2 separate regions of the Sus scrofa genome follow, and region 2 is linked to region 1. A link is a contact called in public Hi-C data. All regions are on one chromosome and are shown on one strand. Each heading gives the region's core, a stretch centred on a gene start, on an enhancer-like site or on the middle of the called end of the contact. The rest is flanking DNA. Distances are from core to core; before and after follow the strand shown. Region 1 has its middle 57 kb from the start of ZIC5. Region 2 overlaps PCCA (propionyl-CoA carboxylase alpha chain, mitochondrial).

The links. Hi-C and Micro-C count contacts between places; a contact is called where the count stands out from the background.
Region 2: a contact with region 1 is called in a Hi-C map of epiblast stem cells, with 2.1 times the contacts expected there. The contact joins two enhancer-like sites. A contact is called at or near these places in 9 of 47 Hi-C or Micro-C datasets (embryonic fibroblasts, epiblast stem cells, mesenchymal stem cells and 4 more).

Annotation. Positions count from the first base shown.
Region 1 is chr11:68,770,667-68,777,145 of Sscrofa11.1, reverse strand. No RefSeq gene overlaps it. Among named protein-coding and RNA genes, the nearest start is that of ZIC5, 57 kb to the left of the region's middle. Within about 2 kb of position 4,300, at least 8 of the 83 cell types and tissues checked have an H3K27ac peak or open chromatin away from gene starts, as enhancers often do. A contact at or near this core is called in epiblast stem cells, where this site is marked.
Region 2 is chr11:69,262,730-69,269,390 of Sscrofa11.1, reverse strand. All of the region lies in intron 21 of PCCA (propionyl-CoA carboxylase alpha chain, mitochondrial), which reads right to left. Among named protein-coding and RNA genes, the nearest start is that of GGACT, 83 kb to the left of the region's middle. Within about 2 kb of position 1,995, at least 3 of the 83 cell types and tissues checked have an H3K27ac peak or open chromatin away from gene starts, as enhancers often do. A contact at or near this core is called in epiblast stem cells, where this site is marked.

The DNA.
Region 1 (6,479 bases), core at 3,051-5,550:
GTGGCCGTCGGCCTGCACCACAGCCACAGCCACGCCAGGTCTGAGCTGTGTCTTCAACCTGCACCGTAGCTCACCGCAACACCAGGTCCCTAACCCACTGAGCAAGGCCAGGGATCAAACCTGTGTCCTCATGGATGCTAGTTGGGTTTGTTTCCTCTGAGCCACGACAGAAACTCCCCAGAGTTCTTAATGATGCATAGAACACAGGAAAGATTTATTTCACATTTATTTATATTTGGTATTCGATATTAACTCTTTTATACCCAATAACAACCCTTTAAGTCCCAGTATAATATTTTGCAAACAGAATCGTCCAGAGAGGCTAAGCAACTTGTCTAAGGTCACACAACTCTGTGAACTCAAGCAGTCTAATGCCAGAGTCTGCATAATTAAATTCAGCCAGGTGGCCTCTCTGCCGAGTCCACATTTCTGTTTGGCCTTCCTCGTGGTATTGTGTCTCCTATGCTTTGTGTTTTCCATACTGTGAACTTTGAAGGAAAGAATTACATTTTACTATGTATAAGTACTTGACACATAGGAGCAGCTGAAATACGAGTATTGACTATTAGTTGTATGGTCTCAGAAATCAGTCACATTATATTTGAGTCATTTTTTATTTGTGTGTCTGGCTCTACCACTAGTGTGAGTCTTTAGCCTTTTTTTTTTGGTTTTTCTGGGGCCGCACCCATGGCATATGGAGGTTCCCAGGCTAGGAGTCCACTTGGAGCTGTAGCTGCCGGCCTACACCACAGCCACAGCAACACAGGATCTAAGCGGAGTCTGCGACCTACACCACGCTCACAGCAATGCCAGATCCTTAACCCACTAAGGGAGGCCAGGGATTGAATCCACGTCCTCATGGATGCTAGTCGGGTTCGTTAACCACTGAGCCAGGACCTGAACTCCTAGAGTGAGCCTTTAGGAGTGGGGTGCTGAGTTATTGTTCTATGTCCCATCTAACACAAAAGAGAGACCTCTCCTTTGTCCATCAATGCATTACTGATTCATTCAACGAATGTCAACAGCAAGCACTGTGCTAGGTGCTAGGAATGAACACAGTAAATACATTTTCTGTCTCTGGTTTAATTCCAACCTCATAAAAATATAGAAAAATGACGCTGACATTGTTTAAATTTGACACACTTGTCTATTTTTCAAAGAATACTACTGCTTATTGCAACTTATCAGTTCCCCCCTTTCCATACTGTGTGATGAAGTCAAGTTGCAAACAGTTATTTTATTCCTCTTTTTTAAAAAAATTGGCCCTGCCTGCAGCATGCAGAAATTCTCGGGCCAGAGACTGAACCCGCATCACAGCAGCAACCTGAGCCAGAGCAGTGATTATGCCAGACCCTTAACCCACTGCATTATCAGGGAACTCCTATTTTATTCCTATTTTATTTACTAGGAGCCTTGTTGCTCATCTTAGATCTAATAGTTAAACGTTAGAAGAAGAGAAAGCCCTTTCCACGTGGAGCCGATGGAATGATTCTTGGGTTCCTGCAATGTGAGGCTGGGCTGTTTCGTCCCCTTTTGTTACATGCAAAGCTCGAAGCTTTAGGAGTTCCCGTCGTGGCGCAGTGGTTAATGAATCCGACTAGGAACCATGAGGTTGCGGGTTCGATCCCTGGCCTTGCTCAGTGGGTTAAGGATCCGGCGTTGCGGTGAGCTGTGGTGTAGGTCACAGACGCAGCTCGGATCTGGTGTTGCCGTGGCTCTGGTGTAGGCCTAGGCCGGCGGCTACAGCTCCGATCAGACCCCTAGCCTGGGAACCTCCATATGCCGTGGGTGCGGCCCTAGAAAAGACCAAAAAAAGAAAAAAAAGCTCGAAGCTTTATTAAGTGATGACAGATAGTGCACTTGGCTTCTGGTATTTCTTGGAAGGCTGGTCTATAGCCTGCTGCTGGGAAGTGGGAACAACTCCACAAATGGCCAGGGGAGCCCCCCTCCCTCCAAACTGCCCTTCACACCAGGTCCAGGTGTGTAAACAGAGCAGACTGGCCTCCGCCCTGGGAGAAGGCATCCCGAGGCTGGACAGCTGCAGTGCAGGAGCACAGGCTTCAGGAGCTCTTTCTCCACCGCCGAGGCAGTGTCTGAAAAATTCCCTCGACCGCTGTTCTAATTCTCCGAGGCTGCTAACTGCATCAAGATCTCTACTTAAGGAGAAGGAGCAGGAGCTTCCCAGTGCCCACAGGGCGTGGGGGGTGGGGCGACTGGGAATCACTTTCTTGCCAGTCAGGGTGCAGTTGGTGACCTGACACAGCCGAGCCCATTGTCCCTGTGACAAGAAGTGACGTGGTGCCCAGGGCAGGAGGAGTCCTTGGAAGCCGGTACCCCAGTCCTGGCCCCAGGATGCTTCAGATCCTATGAAAACTCCCCGCTGGGGCCTCTCTACTCCGGGCCTTCTAGGTGTAACCCTAGAATGATCAAAAGCGGTGGTTTCAAATGTAGATTTTGTTTGTAATTAGCTCCAACTTGGTTTAACAATTTTGATACATCTTTAATGAGAAGTTTGGAAATGCAAAAAAGGGAAAAGACAAAGTAAAAATGATCAGTAGTCTTGACATCCTAAAACAGAGATTGCTGCCATTGAGGTGTATTTTCTTCTAATGCGATTTCTTTTTAACCGACTTGGGACCACACTGTAACATTAGCAGCTACCGTACCGTATGTTGAGAGCCTGCTATGTGCCAGGTACTCTTCTGAGCACGAACTCACTGGTGTCTCACAGCAATCCTACTCGATCGGGCTACGGTTATCACACTTCACAGATGATAACACCGAGGCACAGACAGGCTACCTCCTTGCCGAAGGTTAGCCAGCAGGAGCAGCAGAGCCCAGGCCGGCCAGCTCCAGACTCTGCATATACAGCTTGGTGTCTGTTTTTAAACTTTCTATGAAAAGGTTTCTTTCTTTCTTTTTATAAAGAAGAAGTTCTTTTTTAAATTAAAAAAATTTTATTTGTCTTTTTAGGGCCACACCTGCAGCATATAGAAATTCCCAGGCTAGGGGTCGAATTGGAGATGTAGCTGCTGGCCTCTGCCACAGCCACAGCAACACTGGGTTCTTAACCCACCGAGTGGGGCCGGGGATTGAACCTGTGTCATCCTAGATACTAGTTGGATCCATGACCACTGAGCCACAACAGGAATCCCTTAAAAGGTTTTTATTTTTCTCTTCAGAAACAAGCTTTGTGGCTAATATTTCATCAGGTTCCCACGGCCCCCATACCTCTCTAATTTAAATGACGGGACTGTGAGTTGTCTTTGTGAATGAGGCTTTTTCTATATTTAGGATGATAGAATTGCCCAGATCCAGATGTAAAAGGCACAGCTGGATGACAAAGTAAATGACAGTAAGTCTGTTGATGCCCATTGCTGAATACTTCCCAGGAGAACTGTACCAGTCACGCTGCCACCAGCCTTGTGGATTCCAGGCCTTGGAGGTTATCACCCAAAAAATGATTTAGGAGATCCAGTTGTGGCCCAGTGGTTAGCGAACCCGACTAGCATCCAGGAGGACGCGGGTTTGATCCCTGGCCTCACTCAGTGGGTTAAGGATCCGCCATTGCCGTGAGCTGTGGTGTAGGTAGCAGACATGGCTTGGATCTGGCGTGGCTGTGGCTGTGGCTGTGGCGTAGGCTGGCGGCTTCAGCTCCGATTGGACCCCTACCTGGGAACCTCCATATGCCATGGGTGCGGCCCTAAAAAGACAAAAAAGATAAAGCTTGATTGTCAAAAACCTTACATGATTACTTTAAATTTTCTCTGGCCCAGTGTCTTACCACTCTTGTAATAATATAATAATAATAATGAACTTTAGCTCTCACCCAAGTTCTCATTTTTGCCCAGACTTATTTTCTTTACCTCTAGTTATCTTAAAGCAGCGACAAAATGAAATGGCAACACACATTTTTCTGAGTAGGAGCAGACAGTGAAATAAGCAAGGGCAAGCTTTTCAGCCGTTCTCTTTGCCATTAATGTTTTTTAATCTTTTTATAAACATTCTTTTTGTATGGCTCCATGAGAATCTACCTCTAAGACACTTTGAGATTTCTTCCCTTTTTATTCCTTTTTCCAGTCTCAGACCTGGAGCAGCGCTCTTGGTTAATTTGCATGTCTGTTGTAAAGGATTAGGAAGAGTAATTAGAAAAGAATGGGGGGGGGGTTGCAGAATAAGAAAGGCCCGCCCCGCCCCGCTGCTTTCGTTTCTGACCGAACCACTGATACAGGGGCCTAGGGCCAGCCCGGGAGTTCCCTCTTAGCCCATCACTGACGCAGTGACGTCACTTAGCCCAGGCACACAACAGAAACTCAATTAACGTCCGCTGGAGCAGAGAATCCTTGCACGCATTCTGCGTAGGTGCCACGTATTAACACACCGTCTCTCGCAGCAGCTCCACAGCTTTAATCTGCATCGCAGCGTTAAAAAGGGTTTGCATCTGTGATCCCAGGTCCTGGCCTTATTAGGATCCTAGAGGAGTGGCCAACAGAGGTCTTTCAGCCCAGGGCAAATCCTTGAGATCAAAGCTTCCAGGATCTCTCCCGGGAGGTCCTCTGGCTGGAGCGCCCCCTTTCCTTTCCTTTCCTTTCCCCTCGCGACCCGCCAGCGCGCCCTCCTTGAGGGGAAGGGGGAGAAGGAGGACGAGGAGTGGGAGAGGTGAGGGAGGAGCTGGTCTTGGGGGAGGCGGGCGAGAGCCAGCGTTTACACAGCCGGCCCCAAGGCTTCTCACCAGAAGGAGCCCTTGCTCTTCGCGCGGCCTCCCTTGCCCTCGAGAGGGAGAGGCCGTCAGAGACGGTAGCAAAGCTCCCTTCGCCTTCAGGGGACTCACTCGGATGAGCTGCTGTTTGTCTCTTTGGTTCTGTTTTTATAAAAATGGTACAGGGTAAAGCTCCATGGTTCAAATGTTTTGAGATCGTCAGATGACACTGGGACAAATGTATGTATTTTAAATATATGTAAGAAAAATGAATTCACAGAATACTAGTCATGAAGCAGGACACTGCCAGTGAAGAGGGCAAACTTTTAAGTAAAGCCGCCATCCACACAAGGGTACCGTCTTTTAAGAGGCAAATGTGAGGACTTCCCGTTGTGGCTCAGCAGTTAGCAAATCTGACGAGCATCCATGAGGATGCAGGTTGGATCCCTGGCCTTGCTTAGTGGGTTAAGGATCCCGCGTTGCCAGGAGCTGTGGTGTAGGTCGAAGATGCAGCTCAGATCTGGTGTTGCTGTGGCTGTGACGTAGGCCAGTAGCTACAGCTCCAATTGGGCCCCTAACTTGGGAACCTCCATCTGCTGAAGGTGTGGCCCTAAAAATACCCTCCCCAAAAAAAGAAAAAAAGTTAAATGTGAGATAGTTCAAGGCTTTGACTATTCCAGCCTTTTCCAAGATCTGTCAGGGATGTCAATGTGCATAAAATTAGAAAGCATATCACATGGGAAAAATCAGTCAAAAAAAATCTTACAATTTGTGTGGCTCAAAGGATAATTAGGGAAACTTGAGTGAGCTTGCTTTTTAAAGTTTCGCCTGGCCAGGAGTCCCCAAAACATGTTATAGTATTATTCCTTAGACTTCAAATGTAAACGCCATATTGCAACTTTTAGAGTTGTGTTTGGGTGTTTCTCTTTTTAATCTGCAAAATGATGGTTCAGACTAGAGTATTTACTAAACGTCCACCAGGCAATTCGAATATGCAGCCCACATCCAGATCTTTGGCATAGGTGACCTGGAAAGGCCTTCTTTGGCACCAAAATGCTGTGATTTCTAGAATTTTAAATTTTATTTATTAGCAATTTTACATTTTAAATTAAAATACATAAGATAATCAGATTCACCTAGCAGATAATTCTACTTACAAACATCTTCCTAAATTCAGAGGTCTCGCAAGTCCTAAAATGAAGCTTACTTCATAAGTGGCCCAACTCTCATGAAATATTTTGGGCAGAGCTTATGAATTTGGAAAATGTATGTTTGTTCCACATTCCAATATTGCCAAATGAGTTTAAGTTAATACCCTGTCCCCAAATATTTTTCACCTTTGAGAGTCAAGATGTGGTCCAAGTTTTTAATTTCCAGGGGAAAATCAGAAGGCTCAAATGAAAATGTTTATGGATAAAGAGAGATGAGAAATGAAGATATTGAATCTTTGCCATCAGCATGGGATGACAACTGTGTGTGTGTGTGTGTTCACACATGAGCCTCTGCTGGGATCCGCGAGGAGCAGCTGATGTTGGGGGAAGTATCTCATAGAAACTATAGGGACAGATGGTGGCGGACTGTAGCCATGGGACCAGCACGTTACTGCCTGCAACCCAGGAACCCTTCTTACTGAAGACTATGTGCCCAGAACCATCAAGTTGGAAAATGTAGTTCAACTGGAGACAGTTTTTGTTTTCTTGTTAGGAAACCTGGGCTCCCACACTCAGAACTCAGATGACTATATTCTGAGGATCTCTGGCAAAGCCATGTGAGTTTGAAG
Region 2 (6,661 bases), core at 746-3,245, 490 kb before region 1:
TTTTGGCGGCTGGAGGCCAAGGTGTTCAAGGCTCGCTGGCAGGACAGAGAAGCACAATCTAGGTTGACCCAGGCCATGACAAATGTCTGCTTGAGGATGATAAGTCGCTTGCTGGTGGGAGCTGAGAGGGCACCTCGCCCTGCGGGTTTAGGGAGACGCCTCCAAACCACAATCAAATGAAAACACACGGCACAGCATGAGCAGAGCAGAGAACAGGTGCCCCGGGGCTCGGGCTCCGCGGCCCATAGGCACCAACAGCTGGGCAAAGGCCGTACCTGATACCTAATTACGGGCCAACGACCCTGGCCCCGGTTTCTAAGCAAGCTAATTTTGTGGTGTCTGCCATGTAAAACCATGTCTAAGGAGAAAATTTCTCCCAAAAACTTCAAAGGAAAGAAGGAAAAATCACACCAGGCATAAAAGCATCAGGACGAAAAGCGCAAGAGCTGGATGATTCAAAGCAACACAATGGCATTGTTTTAACAATGAACATACAGCTCTCAACGAGGGAAAGGACAGAGGCGGAACGGTGGGGGGCGGAGTCCAGTGGATTCTTGGGGTGAAGGGGGGGCCAGTCATGGTTCTGTGGGGGGGGGGACGCTCTGTACCAGAACTTGGTTAAACACCCGAGGGGCCTCTGCTTAAGCACCCTGCTCGGCGCCTGGGGCAGCGGCGGGCCATCCCCACCCTGTGGACACACGGCACCCAGATGGTCATCAGGAGCCCCATCTGCTGTGGTGTGTGAGTTCAGCCTGTGCCCCTCCTCTGGGAGCTTAAACCAGGCCTTTCCCAGGCCTCCAGAGCCACCGGTGGTTTGACGCATCCCACGCGCTCACGCGCTTCGAAGATTCAGGGGCCCGAGGGCGCCGCGGACGTGTTTCCAGTTTGTTGACATGTTTTTCCAGTTGGCATTTCAGAGCCTCTTAAAGCAGGCTCAGCCCCACGTTTCCTACCCGTGTCGTTCCTCCCGGAACAAGGAACATATATATGCGCAGCTGAGACCCTGCTGATGTTTCTTCGCGTCCACCGAGGGCCCTCTCGGCCATCACCGGGTCAAGGGTCAGTGGTGACACTTCGCTGTCATTTTCCATCAGTTACCTTAACATCCGGAAGCACTGGCTTCATGCTGAACACCAACCCTCACTGAGAAAGGTGCAAAACGTCCCTTCTTCAAACCCATGGACCTCTCCTCCAAGTTTTCTACCTTCCATCCCAAGGGTCTCCAATGTGCAGCTGTGTCTTCATTGCCACAGCAGGGCGAGCTACCACACAACTATTCCTCTCGAAGTCTGCTTTCCTAACTCTGAGCCAGAGATAAATTGTCATGGCTTTAAAGGGACAGAAATGGGTAGCGGCAAAAATGACGTCTGTGTGTGACTGGGTCACTGTGTTGTACAGCAGCAGCAATGATCACAGTCTTGTAAATTAACTCTACTTCAATAAAACTTAAAAAATGAGGCACCTTGGGGAGTTCGCGCTGTGGCACTTTGAGTTAAGGCTCTGGTGTTGCCACAGCTGTGGTGCAGGTCACATCTCTGGCACGGATTTAATCCCTGGCCCAGGAACTTCCACATGCCACGAGGGTGAGCAAAAAAGAAAGAAAAAGACGCGTCTTGGAAAACACCAGTGCTTCAGAAAAGTAGAAAAAAGAGGCACAAAATCTAAAGCGTTCAGGTGAAATCAGAACTGTCATTCAACCTTGTGTTCCACTCCTAAGCGCTTTATGAGCCACTCAATTCACACAACGCATGGGTTCGAAGCCAGGCAAAAGACATTCCCCTCTAACTCCAGCACCGGGCCTACAAAACCAAACCAACAAACATGTCCCGGAAACAATCCTAAAAGCATTCAGAATGAAGGCCCATCGCTGTCTTCCTGGAGGTACCAGCTAGGCGAGGCAGGTGACAGGAACAGACAGCAGTTAGAGTGCCTGGTACAGCTGCAGTCACCGGGCAGCCTGTTAGCATAATGCTGTGACATCTCCATCGGCACAGTCTCAAGGTAGCTGTCAATCAGGATGCATCATTTAATCCAACAGCACTCGGAGGACTGTCTCTGACAACCCCCATGACAGCATATCTACAGCTCTATTTATATCAGCGACCGCTTGTGTTTACAATGCTGTTGTAATTAGAAAAGATGCAACAGGCAGCAATATTATTGAGATCTCCATTTTGCAGGATTGCCCTGTAAAGTGTGATCTTGCTTCACAGAGTCACGCGAAATGACAAAAGGCTATTTTCTTCAATCTCCCAGCTCAGACAGCGCTTCATTTGCAGCTATCTGTAATTAGATTAATGGTCTAGTGTAGTACAAAGCAGGCCCACTTCACATCAGATAGCATATGAATTAGGACAAACACTTATTTCAATTCCAGGCAGAGAAAGCAATGACTGGGGTATTTAGCATACCCTTTATGGTGGAATGAGATGTTAATTGTGTACCATTACCTCTAAACTGCTTGCTTGTTGTATAAATCACTGTGCTAATTGATGCAGAGATAGAAATGTAGCCACAGGCAAGAAAGCAAAGGAATGAGGGCTGAAGATGGTGGATAAAGGATTATCGAGGAAAACCATATGGAGATGAGGTTCCTTTGAAACCTTTCCCGCTGCCCAGGAGCAGGATTTCTTAAAAGTACAGAAAAACTCTGGCACCACGAAAGAAAATTTCGTTTTTCCACATTTCTTTTTAAAAACACAAATTTCTTTGACAAGTTCCCGGCTGCCAGAAATCCAAACAAGAGGTGGGTGGGATTAATCTGCATATACCTAATAAAAAAACAAACAAACCAAAAAAAACACGGAGTTTTCCAACAGCCAGAGTGCCCTGAGTTTTTGGCTCTCCGGTTATTAAGTGAACTCGGAAACTACCTCAAGCGGATGTTTCTGTTACATCCACGGGGCAAAAAATACACTTCCCCCAAGACTTGAAGTTGTTCTTGGGGACCCAAACAGAACACAACACAAAAGTGTGCTGGTTTGGGTGTGTGATGAGACTTCAGTGATGCACTGGCTGAGGATGTGAATCCAACAGACGAGAACCATTTTCATCCGCCATTGAAACAATGGCAATACCACCCCCCCACAACCTGACCGCTTCCGCTCATGATTTCACATCCACAGGAAGGAACGAGAAAGGTCTTTTTTTTTCCTTGTTTTTTACCCCCTGAAACTGGCAAAAAATAAGAATAAACAAAAGCACATAGTAATTGAAAATGCTGCTCCTCCTTGTCAAAATGTCCTATTCAGCACTCGACAGCTCTTCTTAGGGTAAAGGGAGCATCTCAGAAGCCCAAATATAGACACCAAATGCTCTGCTCCAGAAGCCCAACTGTTCAAGGTCCATGGATAAACGTGCTCTTCCGAAGCTCATAAATCGAGTGCGTGCACCCGTGTATGTGTTCACAATTTTTTTTAATAGCAAAGCAACAGCAAGGTGCAAATTACTGCTGTGCACTTTTTCACAAATTCAGCTGCTTAGTAATTAGCACTGTTATAACAAAACTTTACACAGAGAACAAATACAGTGGGTCAGTTAATAGCTCAAATTCTCAGCTTCAGAGTAACAGTTAATATATCCATCTACTGCAAATGCACACTTAAGGACTACTACACACGGCTTAGCCTTGGGAAATATGAAAGCCATATTCACGTGTGAGATAATAAAACCAGGTCCCAAGAAACCAGGACGTCTGGTTCAAGTTATCGCCCCTGCAACTTGGGTGGGGGGAGTCTAGAGAGCCTTGGCTGGGGCAACAGAACACCTGTACTGCAACTGCAAATTCAACAGTTTAAGGTTTGGGTCATTATGCGAAATAATGCTTTGAAAGAAAAAAAAAAAAAAAAAAAGACTATGAGGAAACATCAAGGGCCCTTGAAATGGAAACAAATGCCTGCAAAATAAATAGCTCGAGCTACCCGGAAACAACACCTCCCAAGCGTGCAGCGAAAGGACAGAATGGAAATGCACCGACGAAAAGATCTGGAGGCGGCGTCAGGTGCTCCCACCCACTCGTCACTTTCTTGGACCATTTAAACCAGAGCAGCAGAGCCCACAGCAAACCGCCAACAGGCCCCTCACTTGCCGGTCAGCGATGCTGGTGTTAACAGGAGAAAATATATGGTTTCTGATATTGCGGCCCAGCTCCTCAGCATTCGCTCCCTTTAATTGAAAAAGGCAGTTAAACACAAAGTAAATCATTCAGTCAGGTTCGCTGTTTAAGGACATGTAATTGACAATGTCGATACGCCGCGGTGACATAATGTGCCACTTTCAACACGTCCGCCTGCATTTATGAATCAATCCATCCTCGGGGTTTCATTTTTTAACTGCTGAGTTGGTTCTTGAACTTCAGCGCGTCACAAAAGAATCTCGACAGCCGTGAGCAGCAACCTCTCTAAGGGCAGTTTCGGAGAATCACAAAAATAGAGATGGGAGGAAAATTCCGACAAAACCACGAAAACGTGTGAAGTCATTTCAGCAGCTCATCTTCCAAAATTCTGGCTAAAATAGGGAAAGGTTTCCAGAAACGAACAATTACCTTCAGGCTAACAGCAGACCCTTGGATGAAGTGGGTCTGTATGTATCTCCAGCTAGTTCCTAAAAGACACCTTCCCCAGAGAGGAACATACAGGGAGGACTGTCAACCATACAAAAATCTAACCTCATTTTTCTTATTGCGTTTCTTAATCGGAAACACCAGGGTCCTGCAATTCTAATATCCTAAGATCAGCAACTTTTCCTTTTGCACAATAGTGCTGAAAATGAAATTAAACATTAAATCCAGCCCTTAATAAAAGGATTTATTTCCCCGGTGGGGCCCCACTGAGGTTACTTTCCTTGTCATCTGAAATGCTTGTGTCTTAATATGGACCCAAAAATGATAGAAAAGAAAACAAAAAGCAAAAACCCTCCTGTACAGGGAGCCAGCCTCATTCCTGGTCCCAGGGAAGGGACTAAGAGAGCAAGTCACCAGTGGGTCCCAGCAAGCGTCTCTTACCGCAGCAGCCTCCTCGGAGCTGGGCGCGTGGGCCGCTGTGTGCAGGTGGCCCGCATAGAGGGGCCCAGCCTCTGCCTCGCCCAGGTGCCCAGCTGTCTACCATACGGCACAAAGGTAATTTGCTGGGATAAGTGGCACTTTGCCGTCCACAAAGGCAAGTCCATTGACAAGACCCTGTACAGAACTCGCGACCAGAACGCGTGCCTTCTGCTTGCTCCGGAGCCTCCGTGACACACTATGACCATAATGAGTCATTTCTTTCTTTTTTACACCAGAAAAATATTATAGATCTTTGAAAGCCTTCTACTCAATTAAGTAACGATACCAACCAACATCTGTTAACAGTACAGGCTGCTTCCATTCTGAGTCCTCAATTGTTTTATGTAATTACGCGTTTATAAGGTATGTGGTAAAGCAGTAAGAAGGTACCTTTTCAAAGCACTATATAATTTAGGGTACAATGAAACGCTCTCTTGAAAATCTATAATGAGGGCAGCATCAGCTTACAGGAAAGTACAGGAAATGTTATAAAAACACAGTTATGTAAAGAAGCACACAGGCGGGGAAGGGCCCCGTTTTGCCATGTCCCCCTTCCTTGCTCCTTCCCTTCTGTGGGACCCGTTCTGTGCTGCTCTCAAGTGAGAGTGCCGCTGTCTGCAGAGTACAGAGTAAGCAGAAGACCTTGGGGAACCGGGCCTTCCCTGGCAAATTCCTCAGCGCCGGCCTGGAGCCCAGAGGCCTGGGAGGTGTGCAAATGCCAGGAGCTCTTCGATAACACCTTGACTTCATAAGGATTTTTTATTTTTATTTATTTAGGCCACACCTGTAGCATACGGAAGTTTCCAGGCCAGGGATCGAATCCAAGCCACTGCTCTGCCATACCAGACCCTTCCTGAACCCAGTGCACGAGGCTGGGGATAAAACCGCACCTCCACGGCAGCCCAGGGTGCTGCAGAGACAATGCTGGATTCTTAACCCCCTGTGCCACAGTGGGAATTCCTAGGAGGATTTTTTAAATGATAAAGTATTTTCACTATTATGCATTCACTGAAGAAACTCAGGATCCAGTACACCAAAATGTTGACTATTAGTCGAGAAAATGTTGACTATCAGCAGAAATTCCAAAGTGAAAACATGTAAGGACCAAGCAAATAAGATTTAAGATGAGAGTAATTCTGTGTCATAAACTGCTGGCCCAGAAGACTGCAGCAGAAAACGACGAAAGCGAATTATAGCCTACCTCCCCGAAACGCAGCCCTTCGGCGTGAGGACTGTTCTGAGCCGAAAGCAATCAGCCCTCTGGCCCCCCTCCCTGTCTAAAAGCCGGGCACAAGCGTCCTTTGTAAAGGCGTGTCTGTCACCAGGGAGAGGACCACTCCAGGGCCAACTCTTATCACCTGAGAGGACCCTTCTCTGCATAATAAACCTCGCCCAACGGCCCTTTGTAAATCGTTCATTTCTTAGGTGTCTTCCCACAACCTACCCCACCCAGAGGCCCCCAACCCCCTCTTCTTTGTCTACCCTCTTCTCCACTCTGTACTGCCCTTTGTTAAGATGGCATATGGCCCCCAATTCCTTTTTTGTTTGTTTGTTTTTTAGGGCCACACCTGCGGCATATGGAAGTTCCCAGGCTGGGGGGTCGAATTGGAGCCACGGGCT